2 separate regions of the Zea mays genome follow, and region 2 is linked to region 1. The links are chromatin contacts, called in public Hi-C maps. All regions are on one chromosome and are shown on one strand. The core of a region is the stretch at or near the end of the contact, and the rest is flanking DNA. Distances in the headings are between cores, read along the strand shown.

Region 1 (2,700 bases), core at 16-2,515:
AGAGAATTGTTGGTGGTTTGCTATCTACTCCTATGCATTGAAACCAAACCATCCATAGTGGCCATAAATGTCAAATTCAGTAGAAGCTAATTGGGTGAAGGGGCAATCGCGACTCAAAAGTTACCGTAATTACTACCAGGTCTGTTAGTTAAGAATATGTTGCCATAGTCGAACGGAAGTCATTGCAAACCATCTCGTACTATTTTTAGTTAAAACAGAAACATGACATGCTAAGAAGCAACAAGAAGCAGAGGACCTTTGTCGTCATTGTCGTCGGGTGGTGTGCCGTCACAGCGCTGCGCGGCGCCCCACTGCATCCTGTAGCAGGTGTTGTGCTCGAGGATAGGGTGCTGGCTCCAATCCCCCCTGAGCCTGGGGTTGAGGTGGAGTATCCTGGGCGGGTCCTCGCCGTCGACGGCGCGCAGGCCCTGGAGCTCGACCATGAACTGGGACACCATGACGGTGCCGTCCCCCTGGCGCATCCGCGCGAGCTGCGGCACGTACTCCCTGTGCGAGGCGCGCGGCGTGCCGACGACGGTGATGGACGAGCCCGCGGCGAGGCCGCAGGGGAGGAAGACGACCCGGCCCCGCGCGCGCTGGGAGACCGCGGAGGGGCACTTGGCGGCGTCGGAGGCGCGGGAGGTGGCGGCGGCGAGCAGCGCCCAGGGGTCCCCTGCGAAGGCGGCGGCGTCCTCCCAGGCGGTGAGGCCGAGCGCCCAGGCGTCGTCGGCCATGCGGTCGAGCGCGGAGCGGTTGCGGGACGCGAGGTCGGGGAGGGACACACGGTCGTAGCGGTGCCAGAAGGGGCGGACCGGGAACGGGGGCGAGGAGGAGGAGGAGGTGGCGGAAGCGGACCCGGGCGGGGGCAGGTGGTCGGCGGAGGACGGAGAAGAGAAGGCGGCGGCGGCGGCGGCGGCAGGGTCGTCCGCGAGGTCGGTGGCGGCCAGGTCCAGCACGCGGCGGAACTTGAGGGAGATGAGGAGGAGGTAGGCTGCCGCCAGCGCCAGCACCAGGTGCGACGGCCGCACCCGCCGCGCCATTGCCTGCCGCCTCCCCCCTCGGGAGCGGGAGCGGAAGCAGCCGCTGTGCCTGCACCCCCGGCGACGGCGATTAGGGAGAAGGGGAGCCGGAGGGGGCGAGTAGACGCGTGGGCCGGATCTAGCCCGGGCGCCTGGGGCTGGGTGGGGGGTCGCGGGGATCGGAGATGGAAATGGTGGTGGCCGTACAGGTACAGACGCGGCCACGCGGGCACAGGCAGAAGGAGAGAGAGGGGAATGGAGGGAGAGTGGGAGACGGACAGGCGTCGTGCTGGCTGCTCCCGCTCGTCTCTCTCGTCCCGGCCTCCCGGGTCCGCGGCAATCGGTCAGCTGTTTGGGCTGCAGCTGCGTGATACAGCCCATCGGCTGCAGCCCAGGCTTGCTCGCTTCACGTTATCAGGGCATGTACGTAAATGTCTTGTATCTTAAAAGGACTATTATAAGAGAATAATAAAAAAATATAAGAGACAGCATTTTATTAAAAGAACGTCTCTAACACAGTTTTCTAAGTTTATATATGATTTTACTCATATAACTTACATAAATAAATTATATTTTAATAGATTCTAGTGAATAAGATATAATATTTAAATTTATTAAATTGTATGAAGAGGCTTCATAGATACATCTAGTGTTTGGAGAACAATAATATAGTATTTAGGTTTTATGTGCCCTCATGGCTACAACATCGTCATGCTCTCCAACGGAAGCTCGTGACTGCAATCTGGAAAAGGAGGTGCTGCAACTTGTAGAAAAAGGACTATCTGAATTGTTTTAGGCCATCTTCAACCATTATTCTAGTAATTTAGGCATATATCAATTAATCTAATTTCGTTTTATGTAAAATATACTTGTATACTATTATTAGCACGATATCAGAGATATTTATGTGCTACATTTTTATTATAGATAAGTGAGACGAATAGTGCCATGTAAGTTACAGAGTAGAAACAAATTCTACTAATTCATAAAATCATTTCCCACCCCCGCCCCATAAATTTGAGATAGGCTTATATTTAAACTTAGGAAAGTGGTGGAATGTCAAATTTCAAACTAAATAAGTTACTTTATTGAGTGAATTCTAATTCCTCTAAAATAAATAAACGCCTCGTCATATTTTTATCCAATATATACTTCCTATAATAGTTTAGTATATCTTTCTAAAATATATCCCTCCACATACAGTACTGTCGGGGACCATAATTAGGGGTACCCTCAAGACGCCTAATTCTCAGCTGGTAACCCCCATCAGCATAAAGCTGCAAAGGCCTGATGGGTACGATTAAGTCAGGGATCAAGTCCACACGAGTGACTCGATCACGCTTCGTCCGAGCCTAGCCTCGGCCAAGGGCAGCCGACCTCGAGAGACTTCCGTCTCGCCCGAGGCCCCCCTTTTAACGGCGGACACACCTCCGGCTCGCCCGAGGCCTTGGCTTCGCTTAGAAGCAACCCTGACTAAATCGCCGCACCGACTGACCAAGTTGCAGGAGCATTTAACGCAAAGGTAGCCTGACACCTCTATCCTGACGCGCGCCCCGGCAGAGCCGAAGTGACCGCAGTCACTCCGCCGCTCCACTGACCGGTCTGACAGAAGGACAGCGCCGCCTGCGCCACTCCGACTGCAGTGCCACTCGACAGAGTGAGTCTGACAGGCAGTCAGACC
Region 2 (2,700 bases), core at 82-2,581, 260 kb after region 1:
ATCAGAGAAACAACGGCCAGCACTCGAGCTGTGCTGAAGAGCACACTGATTGGTGTGCTTCAGTGGAGTGGAGCTTGTCATGCTGTCTGCTTCTGAAGATGACCAACGTAGAATATGCAGCTCGGTGCCTTGCGTTGGACGAAGCCGACACCTAACATCGTGTCTCATTGTAGTAATTCCATTGGTTTTATGACGTTCTCTGATGCTAATAGGTTGGGTTTCCCTTGGTACTTCGACGTTCTCTGGCACTCAATAAGCCTTTTTTCTTGTTTGGTTTGTGAAACACATTCTTTGGTTTGCGAAACGCAGTGCATTGATGTATTTTGTTTGGTTTATGAAATATAATACATCGATGTATCGTTATTTTATTTCTCATAAGCTAATGATTAATTAGTATAGACTGGTGTATCGTCATTATATTTCTCATAAGATAATTATTAGTATTGATATTAGGAATAAATTTATCTTATTAAATTTAAGGAATAAACTTACCTTATCTAAATTAGGGTGTGTTTGGTTTGACTTTTGGCTTTGATTTTTACCTCCTAAAAGTCGAAAGCGAAACCAAAGGGTCAGATTCAGAAAGCAGTTTTTTCTAAAAGCCGACTTTCTCGCAGTGCAAAACTGAAAGCATCTTGGATCTGCTTTTAGTGACTTTCGGATAGAACTATGAAAACATATATTGAAGAACTTTTAATGACTTTTAGTAGTTTCGACCAAACAATTTTTAATTTTTTAACAGCCCACAGCCCACAACAGCTTTTTTCATAGCTCACATCCCACAACAGCTTTTTCCACGGCCACAACCCAACCAAACAGACTTTTAGTATTGTCATTATCAAACCACACCCTTCAGAGCAACTCTAAGACTCTAATCTCTATCTTCCAACTACTCTCTAAAGTAGAAACAAGATATAAAACTCTTGTAAATTCGAAAGGTATAGAGAGTGGTTCTAGGTAAGATATAAAAAACTGTTGGAAATTGGAAAGATGTAGAAAGTGGTTTTTAGATAAAACTACTCTTAAAATGATAATTTTAAGAATGAAATTTAGAGACACTCTAGGAGATGTTTTTAATTCTCGGTTTTTTTACATTACATAAAAATCGCTTAACCTCGTCTAATTGGACTAGCCAACCACAGGAAATGCACAATCTACGGTCCGTTTCAAAGCCCAACGCGAAGCTCTATTTGGGCCTTCCGTTTACGCCCAACCGACAATGCGAAGCCTTATTTGGCCCAACCGAAGGCCCAACGCGGTCAGCTGATGTCTCTTTGACTCTTTCCACCACACGACCACACTGCTCGTGCTCTCTCGATGCGGTCACCAGTCGAATGGACGGCGCGGATATCCCCTCCCACTCCGCCGCCGATGGCGACCGGCCTCCGGAGAACGCGGACGACGGCGGCGTGGAGGACGAGCGTGCCGCCGCGCCCCCTCCGGAGCGGTGCGGGGCGTTGGCTTCCGCAATCGCAGGGGTGCTGGCCGGCGCGCTGCGGGAGCACGAGGAGCGGGCGGCCGCCACCGCCCGGAGCCAGGACGAGGTCGCCGCTGCCATCGACCGCCTCAACGGAGGTAGGTGCCTCTCCCCGCCCCAGCCTTGGGCTTTCTCTGCTGGTGGTGTCATGCGTTGCGCGCGTTGTGGCTTAGACTTCTCCAGCTTCGGATGCGTACCATTCTGTGTAGACACTAGAGTATGCGTACTGTATTGTGGAGTTCATTTAACCCAAGACTAGTGAGATTTAGATGACATACTAGCAATTGAGTTGTGAGCTCTGTATTTTATCTATCTACTTGCCTCTTTTCTTGAACTAGTCAGTACTCTTCTGTAATTTCGTTGCCATGGCATGGAAATGCAGCGACAGCCCAAAAATGTTATTTGCCTCTTTGGCGTTCAAACCATGAACAGGGTCAAGTCCATATTGTAGCCTGTTAAAACTTGTAGCTGTAGTTTAACTGATGCATTATATACTGTCTGAGAGGCTCAATGTAAACAATCCAATTCCTCTTATAAACATAGCTGTTCCTGGTTGCACCTGAATCTACTTTTTATGTAGTGCAATTTCAGCCTCTTCGTTATCTCAAGAGAGTTAACAAATAAATGGATGAACTAGAACATTCTAGCAGTTTAACAGTATACAGCGAATAAAATTATTGTACTGAGAAATTCATGATTCTGACATGATCCCATGTGTCAGCGTCCAACTTGCTTGCAGGTGGCCAGGTTTCCAATCCGATAAAAATAAAATTGTACACACCAAATACCACTTGGAGAACCCTAAAGCCACTTGGAATGGTCTTGTAGTCCCTGTTTGGGAGGGCTCTGCTCTCTGATTCTCTAGCTCCGCTCCTTAATCTCCGATGGAGTGATTCCATTGAATTCCTAGGAGGGAGCAGGATGAGGAGCTGATGAAAATTGATTCTCTGTTGAATGCTGATCCATACCAGAATTTAACAGGAAGCAAGGTGCAGGTTGCTCCTAGTGTAAATGGAGAAGTGATTCTCTCCTGATCCCTGCTTGAATTAGTTGGCGTTTTGACCACTTGATTGGTTGGGAGTGATTCTCTTCGGAGAAGCTAAAGTCGGAGCTCTCCCAAACGGCCCCTTTTACATTTTCCAAAGCCCCAAGGCTCCACTCTTTTGTTCAGATTGTCTCGCCTATTGCTATTGTCTGTGTACACATTTTTTTGATGGAAAGCA

Evidence for each region. A called contact is a pair of places that touch in the nucleus more often than the background predicts.
Region 2: a Hi-C map of ear shows a contact between it and region 1, with 2.5 times the contacts expected there. The contact joins the promoter of LOC100277481 here to the promoter of LOC100281660 in region 1. A contact is called at or near these places in 2 of 25 Hi-C or Micro-C datasets (ear and tassel).

What each region holds. Positions count from the first base shown.
Region 1 is chr4:38,071,312-38,074,011 of Zm-B73-REFERENCE-NAM-5.0, forward strand. It overlaps LOC100281660, which reads right to left and starts at 1,266. Exons shown (of 7, transcript NM_001370726.1): 1 at 257-1,266. The coding sequence starts at 1,040.
Region 2 is chr4:38,327,412-38,330,111 of Zm-B73-REFERENCE-NAM-5.0, forward strand. LOC100277481 reads left to right here and starts at 1,332. Exons shown (of 4, transcript NM_001151027.2): 1 at 1,332-1,575. The coding sequence starts at 1,335.